Linked DNA regions of Mus musculus: regions 2, 3, 4, 5, 6 and 7 are each linked to region 1. A link is a contact called in public promoter capture Hi-C data. All regions are on one chromosome and are shown on one strand. Each heading gives the region's core, a stretch centred on a gene start, on an enhancer-like site or on the middle of the called end of the contact. The rest is flanking DNA. Distances are from core to core; before and after follow the strand shown.

Region 1 (3,434 bases), core at 298-2,797:
TAATCTTTCATGCTATCATTTTTAACTGATATGCATTATAACACTGCAGAAACTAACTTTAACATTTAATTCTTTATATTTAAAGTGAAATCAAGGGTTTAAAAACAGTAATCTGTCCTAGATATTCTTGGTTGTATACACATTAATATGCCTATCAGATTCCAAAAAATGAAATTCCCAAACCTCAAGAAAAACAACATTTGATGATTAAAGCCGGAATCAATTCTTAACTAACACTGTTTCTTAAAATGTAAAGTAACATTTGAATAGTTGTTTGCTGAATTTCTAGTATTGTGTCTTTTATTCGTAAAGAATCTTGTGAAGTTTACATTAAAGAAAAAAAAAGTAAGTTCAGAGAATGAGTAACTTGTGGGATGATTCAAAATATAATATTACATGCTAGTTTCATCTACTCTTGCTGGCTATGTTTTACCTTCATAGTCATGAACCCATAAGCTTTCCAGTCTTGGAAGTACATCAACATGCCAATCACTCCAATTCTCCCTCTATTCCATCTGCCCAGAGGATTACAACTGGTTCTGTAACACAGCTAGCAAATGTTAGAAAAAGCCAGGAACTTTTAGGACCAGGCCAGAAAGCTTTCCAATAATACATCAGTTACAACATGACACCCTCATGTCATATCTGTGCATTAATGGCTATGAATATGCAATGTGTAAAAATTACTTCATCACAGAAGTTCAAGTTTCCTTCCCGCTCTCAGACAAGACTTCCGAGATCATCTATGTCAAACTGATATATTCTGGGATGTTTTGTGCTTGTCAGAACAAAGCAAATTCCCCAACACCTTTTGGCTCTGAGGATAAAATGCAAATGTGGCGGGGCTCGACATAATATATCATGCTCATCAGCTCAGTCGTGGTAATCGCAGTGCTGCCAGGCAAGCAACACTATGAAGTACCTCGGCAGCTTGTTGCTGTTGGTTACAGGGCCTGGTAGATGCAGGCGCCTAAGGATCACCGAGCACCGATTCTTGCTCGCGTTCCACACGCTAGCTACTGCACTAACCTAAACAACCCAATTCTAAGAAAACTTTTCTGATTTCTCCGCTGCACCCCGGGAAGTTGTAAGGGGGAGGAGGCTAAAAACGTAACAGAACGGTGCGCAAGAGAACGATCGATCGCAGAGCAACTAAGTTTCTGATAACGTCACACTCTTTCAGGAGATGGCTTCCTGCGTTGCCAGGCAACACTGGCCACGCGGCCCGGCGGCGTGTGCTTTCCAGCAGCAGCACCTCCTGCGGTCACATGTGTGCAACGTCGCTGTGGTCTGAGTTGGGGACAGTCATAGGCTAGTGGACCTCGGAGAGAAAGTGTGGAGGGCTCTTTACAGGAAGCAGGAAGGGAGAAATAAGTGGCGGAAGGGAAGGGGAGCGGGAAGGCGCTCGCAGGATCGGAGACCTAAAGCAGAAGACCGGCTCGGGTTACCTGGGGAGCCAGAGTTGCTGCGGGTCCTTTGTGAAGTGCCCGGATGAAGCGCCAGCACTCACGGGCCTTCCGCACAGAGAACAGCGCCATCTTGAGAAGGGCGGGGCCGCCGGCCCGGAATGACGTCTGCGGGCGAGCCGAGTTGTGCTTACTACGCATGCGCCTGTCCTCTGGGCTGCCGCTGGCCAAAGTAGCTCAGTACCGATGTTTCCTAAGTTTGCAGCGCAGGTGCGCCTTGGAATAGGTGGCCCTAGGCTTTAGTGTTTTCCCGACCATCTTCTCCTTTGTGCCAGCTTCCTTGAGGGAGACTCAAGAAATGAGTTGTTGCTCTTTAGACGTGGAAGTAAAGGAAATCACCCACCCTAAACGAAGGCTAAAAACAGACCCACGGCTCCTGGAATCCTAGCACCTTCGGATTTCCTTGGAGACCAAAGGTGGAAAAAAATAGGTAATTTCTCACCCTGCAGTTCCGAAGAAAAGCAGTCAATGATTCTGGCAAAGCCATGTCTCACCACCTGCTCTCTAATACAAAACTACATGACTTGCTATCCTGTGTTCATTGATACTGAACCTTAGACCAATAAACGTCAGCTCTCACAGTTTTGAAGTTGAACTGGGTTTATTTCATTTTCCCTCCATTGACTTATTTCTTACAGGAAAAAGTCATGTAGTTTTTTGTTTGTTTGTTTGTTTTTTAATCAAGCTTCCAGATGCAGCTTTCCATTCGTGTCTCTTAAGAATGAAGCCTGCTTCTCTTAGAGGACCATAAATGACTTTTTGAGACCTACATGCTGGTCATCGGGTCTGCAACTTTACTCTAGTGCCCTGAGTGAAACACTGATGGATATGTGTGTACCTTGCCTTCCGGAAGTGTGGGGTCTCATGGGTTCAGAGAATGAATTATGCATACTGACGAGGTGATATAGAAGCAAGTACCAAGTTCAGAGTGGACAATGCTTAGAGCTGCAGTGCTCCGCGGAGGTTCAGTAACAATGACACCAGTGATGCTTGATGGAAGATGTTTTGTGTAAAGATGATGACTTCTCTCAGTGAACTGAAAACTCTCAGATTAAAAATCAGTAAAAAATATAAAGAGCAGATTTGACACAATCCCATTGCATTGGTTATATTAGTCTAAGAAACACATACTGGAAATTATCAAAGATTCATAGGCAGTAAGCTGTATTTGAGATGCCTGTACTCCCGAGGAGTTGAAATCTAAAGTAAGATAAAACTCCAGTCATACAATAAAATCTTAGAAGCATGCAATTGTTCCAGAGTAACTGGAAGTGAGCAGGGAAGGAATTACAGGTATGAGGTGGAGAAAGCTGAAGAAGCCATGGTTCCGCCCTCAGCAGAACATAACAATATGATTTTGTTGTTAAAATTTGAGGCACATGTATTTCCAGGTGCAATGCACTTTGACTACATACCCGAGTATAGAGCCAACGGGACACTTGAGCTACAAAACATGGTAATAGACTCCAAAAACTGAATAAACTAGATTGAATTTAGAATAAAAAGTGGCCGAGTAATGGAAATAAAGTGGCCAGGAATTAATAGAAAACCCAAGACACATGGTGTAGCAGAAGCCCAGGACAAAGCCAGTCAAGAGAAGATATAGACAATGGTTACTGTAACATGGGGTTTTATAAATGCCTTAGGTGTCTAGTCTTCAGATAGAAAGCAAAGTATTACTATTTGCATAGCTATATAATTAATTAGATTATAACCCCAGGAGTTAACATTAGACTTCTAATGTTCTTAGCTATCCAGATTGCAGAATAAAAAACCCTGGCATCAAGCCAGTGATGCCAGTGCATTTTCAGAGTCTTCTGCCCAGGTGCCTATCTAGTACTGGTAACATTTTAATGGGGGGGGGGGATATCTCCAGGACACGTTCTCAGTAAAGACACTTTATCAATACTCGCCTTCAATACCATAATGTTTGAATAAATCATTTGCTGTTGTGACTCATTATTAGGA
Region 2 (3,434 bases), core at 640-3,139, 1.5 Mb before region 1:
TGACAAAATAGTTGGCTGTATTTGAGTATCTACAAAAATCTGTAAAATTAACACTTTAATCTCTCAGAGAAAAATAGGCAAGGACAAGAAAGAGGACAAGGCATACAGAAGACTCTTCATCAGCTATAAGTCTGGAACTTCCAATGTCACATTTGTAGAATGTTTGGTTTTGGTAAATTTTTCTTGCAGCTAACTGTAGTGTTAGCTAGGTAATAATAACTTCTCAAGGTTTATACAACTTGCTGTCTCGTTCAGAGGTTGGTGTTTTATTTCCATCTTCTCGTGGAAATGAGTGACCTCAACCGTCGGAGCACAGTGTTCCTTTTGGTTGGGCTCTCAACATTAGAGATCTATGAGACAGTCACACTGTATGAACTCCGCAGTTTCTAACATCCATTCACGTGTCTCACTCAAATCTCATTCACTTTGGATCCAGCGGTGGCCCTTGGGAACACGTTTACATCTTGTGCTGGCTTTATTTTGTAAACCAATGACTTCTTTTGTCCTGTGGTAGGAAGGTAGGGTTTGCAGAGCTTCTAGAAATGCCTAGTGGAATGTAGTTCTGAATCCTGCCAAGGGACATGAAGTTTTCCTTGATTTCTAAGGCTGACTTCCCACCCCTGCCATTTATGGGCCTCCTCTCCAATTGCCAGCTACCAGTTAGGATGTGTGCAAGGAACAGAAGGTAAATTTAAGAAAAAAAAAAAAAGCTAAATGCAAACTAGATGCAAGAATACATATGCATTGCTAAGAAGCCTATATTATACTTTATCACAACCTGGTTCTTCTCAATATTACAGATAACAGAATTGACTCAGATTGTTTCAAGCCTCAACTTCAACAATATTGTCCTTTTGGGTTTTAACACCTGCTCATTCATTCATCTTTGTTATCTTTGCGGGGGGAATGGTAGTGGTGGTGGTGAAGATGACTATAGAGTGTATATATAGTCTTGGGACTGAACCACCAGGAATCTCCTGTCTGACCTAGGTCGTCCGATTCCTCAGAAAGGAACCCAGTAGAAAGCGCAGGGCTGCCATTTTAACACGAATCCGGCACGTGGCCGGTGCCACCTCCTTCTTCAACCAGCCTCGCGTGCCCAAGAACGCGTGGAAGTTTGAGACCTTGATGTTGAACCCCGGCCCCGAGTCACTGATAACTGAGGGAGGCATCAGCCTTGGCCCCCGTAACCCGTCAGTCCCAGGAACCCCACATTCCAGCGCCACTTTCGCGATCCAAGCGCCTGGTCCTCCTCGTCCGGCCGCCGGGGCTTCCGGGGGCTCCGGGCTCTCGGCAGCGGCCAGGCCCGAGCGGCCCGGCGGGCGGGGGAGGGGCGCGGCGGCCGGGAGCGTGCGCGCGCACCTCACACTCCGCCGCCCGGGGACGCCCACTCGCGAGTCGGGGCGGCTAGCCGGGCCCGCGCCCCCCACGGCCGAGCCGCTCGGCCCAACCGGTGTCGGCCGCGCAGCCGCTCTGTTCTCCTCCGGCCTCCACAGGCCAGGGACCAGCCCAGGGCCGCGGACCCGCGCCGCAGTCAGCGCGAGCGTGCGAGCCACCCGAGGCCGGGCCCTGCCGGAGCCGCCCTGCGGCCGCGGGAGGCGCGGCTGCTCGCTCGCGCGCGACCGGCCGCCCTCCCTCCCGCCCGCCTCTCCCAGGCGGTGCGAGGAATGAGCCGGCGCCGGCCCCGGGCTGTCGGTCTGAGGGCCGCGGCCCGGCTACCTCGCACGCCGCCACCGAGGCGCAGGGGCTCGGCCGCCGCGGCTGGGCTCGGCCGAGAAGCGGGCGGCGGGGCTAGCTGAGGAGGAGGAGGAGGAGGAGGAGGAGGAGGAAGAGAAGAAGGAGGAGGAGCCGGGTGGGGGCGGCCGCTCGGCTGAGGAGGAAGTTCCGCTCCTGACAGAGCGCGCGGCGGCGCGGGCGCTGTAGTGTTCGGGACGCCGTCGCCCTCGCGGCCTCGGCTGAGGGTCGTCGCTGCTACGCCCGGCGCCGCTGCTTGGAAGCCGCGGAGGCTGCGGAGCGGTGGAGCGGAGGAGGCTCCGGAGGGGACCGAGTGGAACCGACCTACTGCAACTCGTCGTCTTCGCCGGGCGCCTCCCGGGGCGGGCAGCCGCCTCTGAGCATCGCGCCGGGGCGCGGGCATGGCAGAACCCACCTTGCAGCTTCTCTGCGGTGTGGCTCGCCCGATCCACTCTCGGGAATGAAGAGGAGACTCGCGATCATCCGGTGAGGCACCGAGAGCCAAATGGCGAGAAGATCTGACGGGACAGAAACCAACGATCGCTTGGGAGGTCACCCGGGCTTCTGGATGTAATCGGAGAGCGTGAAAGAGGTGGCCTCGTAAATAATAATAATAATAAAAAAGCACAACAATCCTTTGAGAGGAGGGAAATTGAGTTTATTCTTTTTTTTTTTTTGGCCGAGGTTTTGAGAAACGGTTCGATGTGTTGTACGTTTGATATAAGATGAGAACTTTATAAAGTATTCCGTCCAAGAGCCTAAACGATGACTACCCCAGCGCTGCTGCCCCTCTCTGGTCGTAGGATACCACCTTTGAACCTGGGGCCGCCCTCCTTCCCACATCACAGGGCTACCTTGAGACTCTCCGAGAAGTTTATCCTTCTCCTCATCCTTAGTGCCTTCATCACCCTGTGTTTTGGGGCATTCTTCTTCCTTCCAGACTCTTCAAAACACAAACGCTTTGATCTGGGCTTAGAAGATGTGTTAATTCCTCACGTAGATGCCGGCAAAGGAGCTAAAAACCCCGGCGTCTTCCTGATCCATGGACCCGACGAACACAGACACAGGTTCGTTTGTTACTTAAATTATGGTACTTCCTTTTGGGAGAGCAAGGTACAGTTCACTGCTTTCTTGTCTCTCCCCCCTCCCCCTCCTGCCCCTGTGAATGATCAGGGTGTTGAACGTTGTTGGTTCAGAGCTGCCTGGGTAGAACCATACATAGACTGGAAGGACTCCTAGGGTTCCTTGGTTTTTCCCGGCAGAACGAAGTGTTCAGTCAGACTCTTCTGCTGTGGACAGCAGGGAGCGGAGATACAGGGAGTCAGCATGCGCGTATTGAGAACGTGTTTCTGCCTTTCTGCCACCATGTGAAGTCACTGAATCTTGACAGCTTGCTAGACTTTGCTCAGCCACCAAGTCCCAATCTCTGGCTTGTGCTCTGATTTTTTTTTTTTTTTTTAAATGTTAAAAGGTGGGGTGTGTATATCCCTAACCATAATTTGGCCAGTTATTCTGAATTGAGCCCTTGGCAGGGTATAATCAAGATGAAATGAAATGGAAGCTCTGCTTCCAGCCTTTAAGTCATTTCTAGATCTTTACCTAAAAGGAGACTTTGGAGACAATTCGCTTTTTCCAAACACCTCTCTCCTCTCATAAGCTAATTCTTGAATGTGTGAAAGAGAAGTATGTATGAGACTTCA
Region 3 (3,434 bases), core at 520-3,019, 1.5 Mb after region 1:
GACAAGCTAGCCTACAGGGTCAGTCCAGCCCCACTATGCAACGCCCATGGCTTTGGTCGGCATCAATCACTTTCTTTCCAATTTTAATTTTATTCCTAGATGGAGGGGAAGAAAGCGGTTATAAGTGAGTGGAAAGCACTTCAGGAGAACCGGAGTGCCTCCAGCTACAGCTTTAGCACTGTCTGCCTGGACTGTTAACTGAATTCTATTTCCCCAGTACAGGGGAAATCTGGCACACGAGGCACACGATGGCAGTGTTGGTTAAATAACAGCTGATACTCAAAACCAACCCTTGGTAAGCATTTCTAGTGACTTGGGGACTCAAGAGTACGGTCAGAAGTGCTGCCAGAGTTTTGATTTGGGGGGACTCTCAACAAACCAGGTCCAGCCATTTGCCCCTCCCCCCCCAATCAAATGGAAAAACGACTAGTGAAAAAAGGACTGTATTCAATACAGCTCTATTGGAAAACGGGGGCAAGTTTGTTCAGTTCCACTGGTAAGGGACAGATAACACACTATGTTCTTGTAAGAGCCCACTAGTAGTTCATATTATAAACAAGAAACTTCAAGTACCCACTGAGAACTGTTTTTTTTTTTTTTTTTTTGAGTTAATCTTTAACCTCAACGTAATTGATCACAGAGGGGTGCGATGACCTTGGTGTATCTGACACCTCCACTCTTGATCTGGTTGTACCTCAGGTCTGGTTCTGTGTGTTCCTGGAGAAGTCTGTATAACGGGATAATTGATCACAGAGGGGTGCGATGACCTTGGTGTATCTGACATCTCCCCTCTTGATCTGGTTGTACCTCAGTTCTGGTTCTGTGTGTTCCTGGAGAAGTCTGTATAACGGGATGGGTAAAGTCCCTTAGTCATTAGAGGACTACTTCTGCATAGTGGGGCCAGCCTTGGTCCTTCTTAGGACAACGTGGCCATTAGTTATTTGTTATTTGTTTTTGTTTTTATCACACATAGATGTTCTGTTTGAATGGCTACTCTTGGAATCTTGAGGGGATGGGGGGGGGGGAAGTTCTCTCGCACTTTATTTTTAAGAAAAGGTTTACTGCACCTTAGGCTGGTTTCAAACTTGTGTAGCTGAGGCTGACCGTGAGCTCCGGTCCTCCTGCCGACAGCTCCCTAGGGCTAGGATTACAGGTGCTCACCCTCATGCCCCACCCGAGGGCTTGGTACATTCGAGGCAAGCATTCTGCTAACTGAGCTTTGATCTTTATTATTTATTGACACCTTCCTGCTTTGCAGCCCAGGCTAGACTGAACTCACAAATTCTCCTGCCTCAGCCTCCCCAATGCTGAGATTACAGGAATGTACCACCAGGGTCTTTTCTTTGAATGTATCTTGTCACTACACATTTTAAGAGATAAAGTTAATCTTATTTTGGTGTTTTTAGTCATACATGAAGAAAAAGGTTAGATAATATAAGACGTATCTACCTTGTAGTACTAGTTTTTAGGCATGTGCATCGTAACTGAAAACATGGAAAGCTGCTCAGGAATCGGACCCAAAGTTTAAAGAAGACAGATAAGAAATTAAGGGGGGGTGGGGAGCTTGCCAAGTTTTGAGCTTGCTGTTAGCTACCCAAGCAACCCAAGTTAGGAGTCAGAGCTTTTAGCAAAGGCAGCCTCTAGGTCCTAGTCGCAGACGCACACTTAGACCAGAGTCTTCCGCACCTGCGTGCTAAGGAAGCGTGGGAAGGCGCGCGAGCTGCGCCCTCTGGCGGCGGTGCGTTGTACTCCGCACGCGCGGGAGCGAAGGCGCGGGGCCTCTCGGGATGGCGAGCGGCTTGCCGCGCTTCCTGCAGGCGCTGCCGGCCGAACACGGGCCGGAGCCGCTTCGGACGCGGGTGCAGGAACCGGACTTACAGCAGTGGGGCTTGACTGGTGAGCGGGCCGGGGACGCCCGGGGGCGGGCGGGAGCCGGGAAGGCGCGCGGCAGCGCTGGCCTACGCGGGGACAGCGGGGGAGCCAGCAGCTTCCCGGCCGCTCTCGCTCCTCCCAGTCTGCGTTTCCCTGCCGACTGGGCATGCGCACTCACTTGTTGCGGCTCCCTAATGAACTCTCAAAGTTGCGCTGCCCAGCAAAGTTTGTCCTGTCCTGTGCCTCTTGTGCTTTCGTATTAAGCCCACTTGCCATTACGAGTCCCAAGTGAGGGGATCCCACATGTGTGGACCCCAGGTGTGTAGGCTCCAGATGTGTAGACCTCAGTTTGTAGGTTCCAGATTTAGAGACCGCCGGCCTGCAGACCCCAGTGGACCTGGAGCATCCTCATCCTGCGGCGTTCTCTCTATTCCACATCCCAAGACTCCTTTCCTTATGTGTCTGCTGGGAATGTAGTGCTGGTGTAACGGAAAGTCATAATGACTCACCAGTTGTCACCTCGTGGTCGTTATTTGTTGCTGTCGAGAGAGTACTGTGGGGTATGGGGAGCAGATAAACAAAATAAATAGCGGCCCTAGGACCCAGTTTCTTTACTAGCGGATACGTGCTTTTGAAAGCATAAGGAAGCGCTTGACTTACACGTGCCAAGTACCACCAAAAGGTGAGGGTTTGGAAAGGCAACAAAATGTGCCTTTCTGCCAGGCGGTGGCGCACCCTTTAACCCAGCGCTTGGAAGGCAGTGGCAGGTGGATCTCTGAGTTCAAGGTCAGCCTGCTCTACACAGCTAGTTCCATGATAGCCAGGGCTATGTAATAGAGAGACTCGTTCTTTAAAAAAAAAAAAAAAGTTCCGTTAGCTTAGAGGAGGGGCAGATGACGATGAGGGCGAAGTGAAAGACAAGCAGTTCATATTAATATTTTCCATTTATATTCAACTTTAAAATTTTTATTTTTGAGATTATAGTTACACCTCCTCTTTACTTCTTTACACTCTCATAAACCCTCCCATTCTCTCCTTCAAATCCATGTTCCCTCCCCCCACTTAATCGTTATCCTATGCTTATACCTATGTACATAAATACTCCTAGATATACTAGTTCAGTGTGTTTAGTGTCACTTGTATGTACGTTTCAGGGCTGACTGGTTGGCACTGGACAGCCAGTTGGTGTGCTCCTCCCTAGAGAAGACCCCTTTTATTGCTCTTAGCTTTTCTTAGTTGCCTGTAGTTCTTTGTGTAGGATTGAGGCCTCAATGGCTCCTCTCTGTTCATTTTGGCATGCTCACTGGTACTATCTGCATGTGTGGGCAGTCATGTTGGTGACAGTGTAAACAAAGCGTCTGGTGTTACTTGGAGACACAATTTGACAACAAAGTTTTTGACCTTGCTTTCTGTCCCCTCTTCCACAATACCTTAGGTGTGGATCTATCCATTGGGACTGAGTTCTACACTCTGCATTCTAATTGGTTGTGGTCCTCTCTATTGCTCTCCATCTCTGTCAAAGGAAAGTTTCCTTGATGAGGGGAGAGGACTGCGCTTATTTG
Region 4 (3,434 bases), core at 642-3,141, 1.5 Mb after region 1:
TGAACTACTTTTTTCATTTCACAAAGGGCAAGATATGAGGGAAAGAATGTTCTAGAACAGGCCTAAATCCACACAGAGCAGCCTGGCTCTTATTCAGGACACCAATTACTGCAGTCACAGTTTGACTGTACCCAAATCCTGAGTCATCAATGTAGGAATGAGCAAAAATACACGGCCTGCCTGTCATCCTAGATAAGCTTTGGAGAAGGAAATCTAGGCTGAGTCCAGGGCCCAAATGAGGAGGAATCCTAGAGGAGAGGAAACAGGGAAGAGGGAACCCCAAGAAATGGCCGGTTCAATGACGCACTTTTCTAACGGCGTTCTCAATCTCGATCGGAGAAAATAAGGTGTGTAATTCAAATTTCATGTGCCATCAAAGTGGCAAATAAAACTCTGTTATCCTAAGCCTCAGTTCACTGGGAAGTGATAAATGTCCACCACCCCACCCCATCCCCAAGGGCCGGGTTTTCTTTTTCACTCCAGAAAGTCTACCGGGAGAAATTACATGTATTTAATGCTGACATTTCTAAGTGATTAGGAACATTAGGGTAGCAATCACACTGCTGTCAGCTCCATCTGGCTCTTCTTTTGAGTGACCAAAAGTGGCCTCTGGCTCCAAGTCTATGGAATTGAGAGCTAAGGCTTCAGGTCAGTAGAGGGTGGTTTTGAGCCCCGGGCAACGTTTTGAAGTACTTCTGAGGAGTGAAGTAAAGTGACTTGCTCTCCTGTGCAAAGCTCACAGCTACATTTTAAAACGGCACGTTTCAAAAAAAGATCTGAGCCATTAACCAAATGATGTCCTATATGGATCCCCAAGACTAGGGGAAAGTATTCAAGTAATCAACTGATGGCAGCTCAGAGCCATACAAAGGTGGACGAGGATCGAAGAGGTGATGCAGAACACGTAAGAGAGAGCAAGAAGGAGACCTACACAGAGACATTTTCAGGGAGAAGTCATCTAGCTATCTTGAGGCCAATGTGAGAAACTGAGCCCTTTTCAATAGCTCAGACAACGCACCCTCCGAAGTTTCCACCCGCGCTCACAACCTATACATCCTGCAAGCTCTGGAAGAGGGCAACCTGCACGTAGATCCAAGGATGGGGCTGGCAGGGGATGGGTTTTTGGTACTCGTCCTAAAAGGTTGGCCCACAGATTACTCTGAGCAGCAGGAAAACAACTCCGCGCCCCTATCCTAATTTGAGGTAGTATCTAGGAGGAATTAGCACCCAGCATCTCTATCCGCGGAATAGCCTTCTAGTTAAAAAGCCCATAACCCTTGAGAATGAGGAGGAAGAACCAAGAAGGGCGGAGCTGCCGGCAGCCCCGCTACCTCACCTTGGAGTCGGGCAGGCTGAAGACGCTGGGGTCGTCCGTGCTCCCCACCATGATCTTGTGCTCCTTTCCCGGGCCATGGCCGCCGCCCTCAGCTCGAGCAGCTTTGGCTCCGTGGCGCTCCCCGGACACCCGCTCGCTGGTAGTGTTTCCCATGGCTGCAGCTCGAGTCGGGGGCAACCTGCCGCGGGGAATGACACCAGGCGGGGAACACCCCCGCGGCTGCGTCAGGGGCGCCCCGGCCCCGCCCCTGCGCCCGGGAAGGGAATCCCCGCCGCAGGGGACCGCGCCCGGGGTCCCCTCCCTTACCCGCTTCACGGACGCCTCGGCTCGGAGAACCGGCTCCGGGAGCCCTCGCTGCCCCACAGCCCCGGTCCCGCACACCCCCCACGCCGCTCACCTCGGGCGATGCGCTCCGGGCTCGCGTGGCTACACGCACGCCGGCTGTTCGGCGTACAAGGAGACCAATAAAGTTATTGAAATTGAAGCCGCGCCCCAAACCAGCGAACCGGGTTTCCTCCTAAAATGGCTACAAGGCCCGCGACGAGGTACCGCCTCTGCCTCTGGCCCCGCCCACCGAGCCTCTTGTTCCGCCCCCTGCGCTCCAGCCCCGCCCCCTCCTCAGCCTGGGTCGCCTGCCTCTCTAGCCACCAGCACCGCCTCTGTGGTGGGTGCGTGCGCAGCTCCGGCTTGGGGCGGGGCCGAGGGTGGGGTCCGGGTCGGGATTAGGGCTGTGAACTGTCCGCCCAGGGCTTGATAGTGGGGCGTCTTGTCTTCCTAAGCAGTTTGTCTATCCATGGGGCACGCGGTTATTAGAAAAGCCGAATCCGAGGCCTCCCCGTGCCCTAGGTACAGAATTAGAATCTGCACTTTTAACAGGATCACCTCAAACGACTGGACAGCGGTGCATAGTGGATCCACATTTTCATATTCCGCGTACGCCTCTACCAAGCAACCTTTTTAGTTGTCCCAGGAGGCATGAAATAAAAAGTAGGACAGAGAATTGACTAGACACGTGATGGCAGTTACTGCAGAAGACTTACTTCTATGTGATGCCCAAACTCATCAAAGCGGTGTTTTCTGTTACTGTGATTAGCTGTGTGGATTAATGCAAACAGCTAATGAGTGAGAGCACAGGTAGGCTGGGAATATACTATTGGACTAGCGTTTTGAAACCAGTCGGCTGGAAGTGAAGATAAAATAGGCTGATGGAGGGCCCAGTGGGGTCAAAGAACTCTGGACACAGGAGAGACTGAGTGAGCTGAGACAGTGAGAGGTGTCCTGTGAGAGTAGCGTGTCTGCCACTGAGGTTTCAGTGGTCTTGCAGTCATTAGCACTGGCAGAATCTTAGACAAGTGTGTAGATCGGTGAGATGAGGCCGACCATAAAGCCATTAGAAGTCATAAACCCTGATGAGATGGTTCAGTGGTTAAGAGCCCTTACTGTTCTTTTAGAGGACCCGGGTTTGGTCCCAGCACCTACAAGGTGGCTCATAATCATCTGTTCCAGGCGCTACAACACCTTCAGGTGCACATACAAACATGTAGGCAAAACACTCAAACATAGATTAACATTTTAAACAATGAAAGTAATTACTCAAAAGGAACAGTGAGGTAGCAAAGAGAGTTGGAGGTCTACCTTAACATTGATTTCCTTCCTCTTTACTGAAGCACTGACTCTAACCTTAGGATGTTGTCTGTCTCCACAGAGATGCATTTCTTAGCCTCCCTAATAGATAGATAGGGGGAAATGGTAAGTAGAATTTCTCCGTTTCTCTTTCTTTGTGTATAGGGTGTCCATAGAATGGCCAGAGCTCCAGCAGCCACTTCAGATCACGAGGTAGTTAAAAGCAGTGGAATAAAAAAAGGGAACTGAGCCGGGCATGGTGGCACATCTTTAATCCCAGGACTTGAGAGGCAGAGGCAGGCAGATCTCTGTGAGTTCAAGGTCAGCCTGCTCTACAGAACCAGTTTCAGGACAGCCAGAACTACATAGTGAGACCCTGTCTCACCCATCTCCCCCACAAAAAGAAAAGAATGGAAAAGGAACCATGCAGCTATGGAATCATCTCATAAATGATATATTTTAGACTTTTTATATG
Region 5 (3,434 bases), core at 492-2,991, 1.3 Mb before region 1:
ATGAATAGTTCAAATACCAGAACAATTGACATATGAAGACTGAGTTCTTAATATTGGTAACCCTGCAATCTATTGAGTGACAGGGGCCATGGCTAAGCTGGAAATGTTCTGGGTGACAGCTCTGTGAGTACACACACCCATCATTTTGTACACAATAAAAGACACTGTGAGATCAGAAAGGGCTCACATTATCAACAAAAAAGCTGGCCATATATCCTGAATTTGTGTTCAAGAACATGTAAGTTCTCATACTGATGTCTTACACTGTTTTAGTTTTGGGAATTCGCCTCCCCTACCAGAGAAAGCATGTGCATGTGTGAGAACTCTTCATAGCCTAGCAGACACTGCTGGATACGGATACTCACGCTCCACAGAGGTGGAGAGGGCAGAAGAGAGCACCGATTCGGGAAGCCATCTAGGCCCCAGTACCCAGGAGAGGGTCAAACGAAACTCAACAAGTGTTTATTAACGACTGCTTTCTGATTTATTTAGTACCTGGCATGAACTTTTTAGCAAGCAGTGCATGATTAATAGCTATTTCCATAATATTGATCTCACGGTTATCTCGTCCTTCCTCCCATAATACAGATGGGAAATAGTGTTTTTGGAGGATAGGTCAAGACGGTCAGTAAAGCTGGGCGTGGTAGACCACGCCTATAATCCCAGCAGTTGGGAGGTGCACAGAGGTGGATCAGTTAAAGGTGAGCCAAGGCTACTTAGAGGCCTGTCTGGGGTTCAGGAGGCATTGTCTTAAAATAAAGACCAAACCACAATAGCTTCTTGCAAGGCCTTCCGGGTAATTAAGTGGTGAAGGAGAGTTCCACAGCGGAGCCATCAACTATGTGTGTGTGAGTGAGTGAGTGAGTGAGTGAGTGTGTGTGTGTGTGTGTGTGTGAGCCATCAACTATGTGTGTGTGAGTGAGTGAGTGAGTGAGTGTGTGTGTGTGTGTGTGTGTGTGTGTGTGTGTGTGTGTGTGTGTGTGTCCCACACCTGCGAGCAGTAACAAGCAGCAAAGACCAGCGCTGCTCTCTGGAGAGCTGAGCTGCTGTGCTTAAGGCTTTGGCGATAGCTTCCCGGGATCGCCAATTGCACACAGGTGGTCCGCGCGGCCACAGCTGCTTCCTTCCCCCCAGGACCACGACCTCACCTCCAGCCAATTTGTTCGAGGAATCAGAAAGATTTTTCCAGGGCCCACCTAAGAGTTTTCCGACTTCACAAACACCGCGCGAGGCAGGCGTGGGCTTCCACTCCCGGCTCCCGGAAACCAGAGAGCACTGGGGCGAGGAGCGCCTAAAAGTTTGAAAGAAGACGCGCCCGCCAGGGAGCAAGCGGGGTAGAGGGAAGGACAGTCTAGGCAAGGGAAAGCTAAAGAAGACGGCAGAGTGGAGCGGAGAGGACAGAGGAAAATTGTGCCCTCAACCCCAAAGTTAGTTCGCCGCCCACAAAGCACCTCTCTATTGCGCCTGCGCAACGCTGCCTCTTGGTCACCCCGCCCCTTTGCGCCGCCCGAGGTTTACTCGTCTCTCGGCAACCATTGACCCGAGGAGCCAATCAGAGGGCGGCGTTCGTCCGGCCCCCCGCCGTCAGCGCGGGGCGCAAGGATCCCGCGGGGCCCCGGCCGGCGCGCCCCGCCCTGGCTCCCCCGGGAGGCCGGCCGCGGGGCGGGGGCAGGGGCGGGGAGGCGCGGGGGAGTGGTCAGGCCGGTTAAGATCGGAGGGGGCGGCGGCCGGACCGCTCACTCGCCGCAGCTGTCTAGGGGCCGCAGTCTCCGCTCCGCTCCTGCTGGGGGCTGCCCACGCCAACCACCTGCCTCAGTCACCTCCTCTTCCAACGCCCAGGTGAGTCCACACTCCCCTCCTCCGCAGGTGGGAGGATGCTGCTGCGGTCCTCCGGGGCGGGGGGGGCGGGGGGGGCCGCGCTTTCCCGCTTAGGGTCAGTCCCGGCAGAGCCTGGTGGCATGCCCCGGGGATGGAGGAGAGATGCCAGCAGGTGTCAGGACCCGCCTGGCTCCCGCGTCCCTCACGCAAACTTTCCTCTGTGAAGGAGGCAAACTTTTCGGAGACCGTGGCCGGGCTTTGGCAAACTTGGGCGAGTTCCTGCTGCCCCGGCAGCCGGAGTGTAGGGGGCTCTTTCCCTGCACCTAGTCGGTGCTCCGGCTCTGAGCTGCGCCCCTGTGGCGCGCACACCGAGCCCGGAACCCGGGCGATTTTGAACCCCGCGGTTTTGGCGGCGCAGATGAAGACGCAGCGGTCGGGGCTAAAGCCTGGCCGGCGAGGGGAGGGCAGTTTCCTGGGCTCGGTGCCCGGGATGGCGGCTGAGATCCTTCTCCCTTTGGGACTGTGGACACCCAGCGCGGCCAAATGATCGAAGCTGCGCGTCTCTCGGAAACTTCTCGAGAATTCAGCGGCTGTGAAACCTGGTTCCTCCCCTTTGGGGATCGAAAGTCGCTTACTGCGTAGGCTGAAAGCCATGTAGTCAGTCCGTTGACTCTGATAGCGGTGCTGTCGGTGGCTTAGAGGCGCGGCTCCCGGATCGTCCGGGTCAGGGAACTTCTTTAGCGCAGTTTGCGAGGAGGGTGAGAGCCTTCTCCATAGGAAGAAGTTGAGGAACCTGCAGTACCAGCTGGTAGCCTTTACACCTAGCGCGGGCAGGCTGGAGGGCAGGAGACCGCAAAGTCCTGGAGGGCTGGTGAGGAAATGCCTAGTTGGTTTTTCAAGAACGCAAAACTTCCACCAGCATCGATTGTCATCCCTAGGTGGTCTAGGCCTCTTTTCTCTCCTCTCAACCTTTAATGTGGAGAAACCGTTCAGAGCCCGGACCCAAGTCTTAAGCCCCTCCCTCAATTGAGGATAAAGTGCTTACAACGAAAGATTTAATAGACTTACTGATTTTTTAAGAATAGCTGTGTATGTAATAGTTTGAATTATGACGAGTTTGGTGTTCTGGAAATAAAGTTAAGATGGTCAAATCCTCCTAAATTAGGTCCCCAGCTGCCCCGCTACTCTGGGAAGGAGGGTGACGGTGGCCATTGCTGGCTACAACAACTTCCACTGTAATTTGCTTGGCAAGGCAGCGAGGGAGCCAGAAAGCTAGCCAGGCAGCCAAGAGGGTGGTAGGAAGGCTTACCAAGAATTCTATCTTGCTGGAAGTCACCAGAGGTGTGATTGTTTTTCCACATCTTACCCCGCAGTCGAAGGGTGTGGGGTGAGGAGTAACGAAGAGCCACTTTTCTCTCCCAGCTGCTACAGCTGGACCACCAGTGGTCCTGTCCTCTGCTGGCCTTGTTTGTGGGGATGGAGGGCTTAGTATCTTAGTATCCGGATCGGACAGCTGAAACCTTCTCTCTGAAGAGACACTTTGGTTTAAGAAGCTTTTAGATGGAGAGTTCGATGTGTGGAATAATTGTCCCAGGATCTGCACAGGATGTTGCTTA
Region 6 (3,434 bases), core at 639-3,138, 1.2 Mb after region 1:
ACTTTGGCTTAGACAATTAGAGTACTTAATATACGACTATTTGGTCAAGATAATCTATGTCTTAAATGCAATTTCTGAGTTTGGTGTGGTGGTCTACACCTGTAACTCTAGCATTCAAAAGGCTAAGACAGTGGGGTCAGTTCAAGGCAAGCTCTATCTAGAAATTGTCCCAATTTTCTAAAAAAAAAAGTTATTTCTCCATTAGTAAGAAGTGACTACGTGGTTGAAAAGTCTTAAACAAGACAGTACAGAATAATGATTAGGAACGAAGGTTCTGGTCTAGAGCCAAACTGATACTGATTTTAAAAACAATAGCTTACTTAATAAAATACTGATTACTGAAACTGGCAATTCTCAACCAGGCCTGATTTTGTCCCTAAAGGAACTTTTGCTACTGCCGTCTGGAAGTAGAGGCCAAGGATAGACGCCCTACAAGGCACAGGACAGTCTCTCCCAACAAAGTATCAACCAGCTCCAAATGGGAACAGTCCCTGATAAAAACAGACCAACCCCCAAAGCAAAGCAAAGCACCATACCAGCACCAGCACCACCAACAACCCTGGGCACATTCCATTACCCTACTTGTTAGCAGTGTGACTTTAAGCCTAAGAGCCCCTGTGAAGGGCAATAAGAGCACACACTCTGACATGGGTGGTATGAGGAGGGCCAGAGAAATAGCACCCCTAGCACTCTCAGGACAGTGCTGTTCTATATGAGGCTGTGTGTGACGTTCTGTCTACTATCATGATGGTAAAACAAGAGTCTGAGACCGATGCTTCTGCAGACATTGAAGGTTCAGAAAGGCTTATTATTTAAAATCAAAATTAATAAAGGGAAATGATAAATCACAACCAGAAAAACAAAACAAAACACTTCTGTGGAGAACTTCTCATCAATGAAACAAACCAATATTGGCAGACCAATATCAAATAAATACCAAGTTTAAAATTAAGAAAGAATCCATGAATTTTTTTCAGAAAAATTTCAAAGCAGAGAGTAGGGGCCCACTGATATTGAGTAGCATTTCAGACCCACTTTGGTCCCTCTCCTCCATTAGACTTCAGTGCAACTGATCAGATTCTGCCCATCTCTACCCCACTGATACCCCTCACGGGGAAAATATTTTTCAAAGGAAGTGTTCTCTAAGACTCCCAGCCCCCAATCTCCTTTGTCCGGATCATATTCTTGGGCTCATCTGAATAATATACTTTATGAGAGCAGGAGAAAATCAGGCATAGCCGTGAAAGTAGGCACTTTACTGAACCTTGACAACTTTGTAAGTGGCAATATTACCTCATCCTCTATCAAAATATGTCATCGAGCTAGGTCAAGGATCAAGAGCTACAGGAAAGCGAGGTGAAGAAACCAAGGGTTGGTCTTCCCCAGATATATTAGTCAGCAGCCTTAACAGCAGCCCAAAAGAAAAGTCCTAAATTCTAAGAAGGTCCCTAAAAAGTCATCACAAACTGGGTGATCAAATTAAACCTGGATAAGCTTTCTCCGGGGCTTCTGTGTAGAGAGGAACAGTTACCACCATAACTCTAACTCCTTCCACAAGGATTTCTTCTCACAGGTAGTCTTTTCACGAGCAAACGGTAAAAGAGCTCTCGAGAAGAGGGGGAAGGAGTCTGTGAGGTCGCTAGGGTCTCACTAGCCGGGAGCAGGGCGAGCTCGGGGCTCCGGCAGCAGCTTACCTGCTCGTCCTCCTGCATCGAGGCGGCCAGCGGAAGGCCGTCCGCCACACGGGCGATCATCGTCAGCAGCACCATCTTCCCTGGCTACGGAGACCAGGCCGCCTCAGTCACTGTCCCTTCTTCTCCGGCGGCGGCCAGTTACACCTCCGGCTGAGGTCCCCAACAGCTAGCCGCTGGCGTCTCCGCTTCCCGCTGAGGTGGCCGGAAACGACTTCAGAGCTTTCCACTACCGGTCCTTTCAATTGGCTTCCCACCGAGAACCACAACCACCGGGAACTTTAGTTCCGCAGTCATTCCTCCGACCAAGTCCCGCCCACATTTGTGAATTTTTGTTTCCACTAAGTGGTGTCTCTGCAAGAGGAGTGGCGCTCAAGCTTAGTAGGGCTTGAAAGGTGACTGAGAGCGAACTTTTTAGACGAATGGAGTATGAAGCAACTGTAAAGCTATGTATTTTCAGATTTTTTTTACAGAGCATTTTATGTATAATATTTTATAATCTGTGTATGTCTCAGCAGAGATTCGTTTCTTGAGGGTTTTTCTGGCCTGGGTGTTTATACTGTCACAAAGTTCTTAAACAGTTTGTGGTAAGAGATTGGCAAATAGGAGCTGGAGAGACCGCCCCAGGGATCAAGAACTCTGGCTGTTCTTTCAGAGGACCGGAGTTCAACTCAGCACCCGCATGCTGGTTTACAACCATCAGTAACTCCAGTTCCAGGGGAATCTGACACCTTCTTCTGGCCTCTCCAACCTTTCCATGCACGTGCTGCACAGGCAGGAGCGGAAGTAAGCCACCCCCACACATGAAACTTTTAAAAAGAGATCAGCAATATTTAGTATTATATATATTTATTCATATATATATGTATATATATGCATATATTAATAAATGAAGAAGTACAGGGGGATCACATACATCATTAGCCTCCCCAAATCTAGGTTCTTGGCTGCCTCTATCATGGTATAGAAAGGGGAATCTTACCAGGCTTTCCAGTAATTTGGTTTTCACTTGCTTTTGAAGCAACCTCTAGATAATCACCGTTAAGGAAGAGTTCTCATCTCTCTCTTCTTTGGTGTCCTCATCAATGAGATAGGGATATTCTTGGCCTCAAGAGGGTTTTTGTAAATATTAAATGAGAAGAACGTGGAGGTACAGGGGTTTTGTAAACTTAGAAAAGGAAGGAAGGAAGGAAGGGAGGGAGGGAGGGAGGGAGAGAGAGAGAGAGAGAGAGAGAGAGAGAGAGAGAGAGAGAGAAAGAAAGGAAGAAAGAAAGAAAGGAATTATACAAATATACTTATTACATTAGTAATAACTATTCTTTGCTAAATACTTAGTGTCTTATGATTATCTGAACATTTAACTAAACAACTCTGTGAAATTTGTTAGCTGAAGGCTCTCACTTTATACTTGGGGAAGACTGCAAAGATTTTTCCAAGCAGGTCATGTAGTTAGAAGTGATGTAAACAGGCTTTGAGCTCAAGTTCAGCTCTAGCTACTGATTAATAAGCATTCTCTCATATTATCTCTCCTCTTTCATATATAATTCCCCCCTCCAGACAGTGTCTTGCTATGCAGCTCTGGTTGGCCTAGAACTCACCTATGCTGGCCTTGTATTTACAATCACATCCTCCCTTGCTTGCCACAGCTCACACCTGTCATTTGGCAACCTGAGCCAATGTGGAGTGGAAATCAATTTTGGAGTGTATAATGCCTTATTTGGTAGAATCATAATACATTTAGAA
Region 7 (3,434 bases), core at 426-2,925, 1.1 Mb after region 1:
CATACAGCTCTTTACACTAAGTCTACACTGAGGGCTAACAGCTTCACTCAAAGAAAAGGGGCAAGGCAAGAATGCCATCGTTGAGTTTTGAGGAAAACTTTCGGGAACCATTCAATCCTGAATTCAATCCTGGTCCACTTCTGAAAACCTACAGACCCAGCAATGTATGACATTCTAATTTTCCAGAAAGTATCTGGTTGATGCTGGACAGCCCAGCACTGTTTGCAGGTGATAAATAATCGAGTCTTCCTCAAAGCATCTGCGATTGGCATGTCAGCTGCCTGTTACAATGAACAAAGACCATACTTTTCTGAAACTCATCCCTTCTCTGAGGAAATGTACTAGAGTTTTTCTGGTAAAAGTTAATTGTTCTTGAGTAAAGGGGGACCCTACCAGTTCAACAAACCAGTACAAGACATAGCCCCACTGGAAGCACAGACTTCAAACCAGTACAAGACATAGCCCCACTGGAAGCACAGACTTCAAACCAGTACAAGACATAGCCCCACTGGAAGCACAGACTTCGAACCAGTACAAGACATAGCCCCACTGGAAGCACAGACTTCAAACCAGTACAAGACATAGCCCCATTGGAAGCACAGACCAAACCGCTGCTCCTGCCCTGAAACAACTTTTCTGAACATCTTTTAAGTGCTACGGGTTTAATATACATTCTTTTAATTAATCCTATTAGCTGGGTAATTTCATCCCCATTTTATTGGTGAGTTAATACAGAAGATTTGAATCCAGGATTACAGAGCTGGACTCCAAAGCCGAAGTTCTTTCCATACAACATTCCAAAGAAATGTAAAATCTAAAGATGTGGGTGGAGTGGGTAAAATATGATCCGATTTCCTTTCCTGGCTCCCACCAAGTTAGCGAGGGGGCACGGAATATCCCACCATAACAAGCCTTTCTAAGCAAGCACTTCGGATCAAGCAACGTCTCCACTTTTCCTCGCCTGCCCCTGCCCCACCCCCAACGGTGCCAAAAGAGCAGCAAGCTGCTGCCAGGTTGGAGGAGTTGGGGATCGTCACACCACATTCCTGGGGCTGGACGCACACTGGAACCGCAGCAGAGCTCCGCGCCTCGGAAAGAATAACAGCAGTTGAGATTTTCAATCATGTGGCTCAGCACGCTGCCACACCAGTTCCCCCACTGCTGCCTCCACCTATCCAAGACCTAAGCCCCACGCCCAACTCCTCCTCCGGACAAACCGACCGATCCGGGTGTCAAAAGCTGGGAACGCCGCAAGCCCCCGCCGCCCTCCCGACCACACTCGCACCTCGGCCCGCGAGCTGCTCGCCCGAGACCCCGCTAACGCGGAACCCGGGACGCTACGCGTTGCCAAGACTCGAGGCCCGGACGAGGCAGTTTGGAAGACGCAGTCCCCGTAGCGCAGAGACAGAGAGGGATGGTCTCCCGGGCGCCCGGTACTCACCGTGCGCGGGGCCCGCGCCGCACAGCCAGAGCCACAGCAGCGCCCGCAGCGCGGCGGGACGCAGAGCGGGCATCTTCGGGGCCGCAGCCAGAGCAGATCCGCATGGGGAGCGGGTCCCGACCAGGAGCCCGGCTCTCGCGTGCTCTACCCTGCCCCCGCGGCTCGCTGAGTCCTGGAGCTCCCGCTGCGCCGCCCCTGCACTCCGCGCAGCCAGGCCGCCGCCCGAAGTTTGGCTGAAAGTTTCTGGCTGCGCCGCGCGGCTGGGCGGCCCGCGTGTCCTTCCGCCTCGGCCTCCTCCCACCGCGAGGCTCCGCCCCCGTCGCCGCCGCGCGCCCAGGGGTTTCCCGCAGAAAGAAGCGCCGGTCCTCTGCGCGCGGAGGGATCTGAGTGAGCAGCACCCCGTACTCCGCCCGCTCGACCGCCGAGCCCGCCCATGAGCTCGGAAAGGGGGGCGGCTGAAGCGCCCAACATCAAACACTAGGGTTTACCCGGGTCCTGAACTTGTAGAGAGAGGCAGACCTCATGCCCCACACACCCACCCACACACTTCTTGGCTGGTTAGAGGAATGAGGGAGAGCAAAAACGAGACTGTCAACGGAAGGCAGAGGGCAAAGGCGCCAAAGTACTCTTAAGAGGACATTCCTTAAGATGCTCTGGGCATTTCGTTCATTCATCCGTCCATCCACCCACCCATCCTTGGTTCTTTTAGTGAACTTCGTGTAGCAAGGTGCTTGGGACACTGGAATCGTCCGCTCTAGGGTCTAGAAGAATTTAGGGGAGGCTTTCAAGAGACAGCAGGAGCTTGAAACTCTAGTCAAAGGTGTAGAAAATAGAAAGAAGAACCAGGAATACTCTTTATAACCTATTAATAGCTGCGAGTGAAGAGTAACCTAAATGCCCCACCCTTAGGGACTAGATGAATAATGCATAATTATAAGTGCAATACAATTGAAAATACCATCTTCATATACGTCAGCCGTAAAACCAAAATGATGATGAAAACACGAATCGCAGAGCGAGACTCTAAGAATGCCATTTACATATAAATGTTTCCAAACAACACTGAACATTGTATGGACGTTTGTGTGCATAGTTTTTAAAAGATAAAGCTATTACACTAACAATTTCCAAAGTGGGAGAGTGGAGGGTGTGATCTGTCTTAGGAATAAATGCATTTGTAGAACGAAATTGGCAACTACGAGGAATTGCATAAGTAACACAGGACTGTTTGTATTTCTGTCTTGACTACACGGGGAAGTCTTTATGGCCCAGGATCATGGCCTTCATCACTAGTGCCTATCAATTAGTAGATGGTGACCTAGAATGCAGAATACCGTTCAGCAAGTGCAAATGGGTGTGAACATTAAAACTGCAGTTTAATAAGCACTATAGAGTCTGAGGAAATGGATCAGCGGGAAAGAGTGCTTGCTGTGCAAGCACGGGGACCTGAGTTCAAATCTCCAACACTCACAGTGAAAGCCAGGTTTGACTATGCACATGCCTCAAACAGCTGTAGGGAGTAGAGTTAAATGAATCTCTGGGGCTAATTAGCAGGTAGCCCAGTTCCAGGTTCAGTAAGAGATCCCCCCCCCCCCAACCAGGGAATAAGTTAGAGAGTAATAGAACAGGATATCTGATGTCCTCTGACCTCCACACACATGAATATATACATACACATATACAGCATATATCATACATATATACCATATATCACACACATACAGCATATGTCACACACATATACCTTATACCAAACACAAATAATAATATACCACATACACATATACATTACCTTGGGAAAGAGAAGCTAGTACTTACTGCAAACGGTCACATTGGGACCCTAGAAGCTCTTTTCAAAAAGTAGCATAATTGAGGACTAGAGAGATAGCTCAGTGGTTGCTGTTCTTGTAGAGAACCTGGGTTCAATCCCCAGCACCCACATCCCACATGGTGCTTCACGTCTATCCGCAACTCCAGTTCCAAGGGATCCACT

The links. Promoter capture Hi-C pulls out the DNA fragments that hold promoters and counts their contacts. Capture Hi-C pulls out chosen DNA fragments and counts their contacts.
Region 2: a contact with region 1 is called in a promoter capture Hi-C map of liver, with 3 times the contacts expected there. The contact joins the promoter of Man1a2 here to the promoter of Wars2 in region 1. A contact is called at or near these places in 5 of 39 promoter capture datasets (the C10 cell line, cranial neural crest, hippocampal neurons and 2 more), 1 of 115 datasets of contacts at active chromatin or transcription factors (astrocytes) and 1 of 9 other capture datasets (liver).
Region 3: a contact with region 1 is called in a promoter capture Hi-C map of pre-B cells. The contact joins the promoter of Chd1l here to the promoter of Wars2 in region 1. A contact is called at or near these places in 1 of 39 promoter capture datasets (pre-B cells) and 1 of 484 Hi-C or Micro-C datasets (CD4 T cells).
Region 4: a promoter capture Hi-C map of pre-B cells shows a contact between it and region 1, with 10 times the contacts expected there. The contact joins the promoter of Prkab2 here to the promoter of Wars2 in region 1. A contact is called at or near these places in 1 of 39 promoter capture datasets (pre-B cells) and 1 of 9 other capture datasets (liver).
Region 5: a contact with region 1 is called in a promoter capture Hi-C map of liver, with 2.2 times the contacts expected there. The contact joins the promoter of Tent5c here to the promoter of Wars2 in region 1. A contact is called at or near these places in 7 of 39 promoter capture datasets (cranial neural crest, embryonic stem cells, frontonasal cranial neural crest and 4 more), 1 of 484 Hi-C or Micro-C datasets (muscle stem cells) and 2 of 115 datasets of contacts at active chromatin or transcription factors (astrocytes and large pre-B cells).
Region 6: a promoter capture Hi-C map of pre-B cells shows a contact between it and region 1, with 2.4 times the contacts expected there. The contact joins the promoter of Sec22b here to the promoter of Wars2 in region 1. A contact is called at or near these places in 5 of 39 promoter capture datasets (the C10 cell line, hippocampal neurons, liver and 1 more) and 3 of 484 Hi-C or Micro-C datasets (all in the G1E-ER4 cell line).
Region 7: a contact with region 1 is called in a promoter capture Hi-C map of pre-B cells. The contact joins the promoter of Notch2 here to the promoter of Wars2 in region 1. A contact is called at or near these places in 1 of 39 promoter capture datasets (pre-B cells) and 2 of 484 Hi-C or Micro-C datasets (CD4 T cells and CD8 T cells).

The regions. Positions count from the first base shown.
Region 1 is chr3:99,139,203-99,142,636 of GRCm38.p6, reverse strand. It overlaps Wars2 (tryptophanyl tRNA synthetase 2 (mitochondrial)), which reads right to left and starts at 1,547. Exons shown (of 6, transcript NM_027462.4): 1 at 1,449-1,547. The coding sequence starts at 1,538.
Region 2 is chr3:100,683,928-100,687,361 of GRCm38.p6, reverse strand. It overlaps Man1a2 (mannosidase, alpha, class 1A, member 2), which reads left to right and starts at 1,889. Exons shown (of 13, transcript NM_010763.2): 1 at 1,889-2,801. The coding sequence starts at 2,500.
Region 3 is chr3:97,608,525-97,611,958 of GRCm38.p6, reverse strand. It overlaps Chd1l (chromodomain helicase DNA binding protein 1-like), which reads left to right and starts at 1,769. Exons shown (of 23, transcript NM_026539.2): 1 at 1,769-1,896. The coding sequence starts at 1,788. It also overlaps a transcript of Fmo5 not described here.
Region 4 is chr3:97,656,669-97,660,102 of GRCm38.p6, reverse strand. It overlaps Prkab2 (protein kinase, AMP-activated, beta 2 non-catalytic subunit), which reads right to left and starts at 1,891. Exons shown (of 8, transcript NM_182997.2): 1 at 1,734-1,891; 2 at 1,337-1,514. The coding sequence starts at 1,489.
Region 5 is chr3:100,487,499-100,490,932 of GRCm38.p6, reverse strand. It overlaps Tent5c (terminal nucleotidyltransferase 5C), which reads left to right and starts at 1,741. Exons shown (of 2, transcript NM_001142952.1): 1 at 1,741-1,839.
Region 6 is chr3:97,899,681-97,903,114 of GRCm38.p6, reverse strand. It overlaps Sec22b (SEC22 homolog B, vesicle trafficking protein), which reads right to left and starts at 1,888. Exons shown (of 5, transcript NM_011342.4): 1 at 1,695-1,888. The coding sequence starts at 1,769.
Region 7 is chr3:98,011,779-98,015,212 of GRCm38.p6, reverse strand. It overlaps Notch2 (notch 2), which reads right to left and starts at 1,675. Exons shown (of 34, transcript NM_010928.2): 1 at 1,442-1,675. The coding sequence starts at 1,514.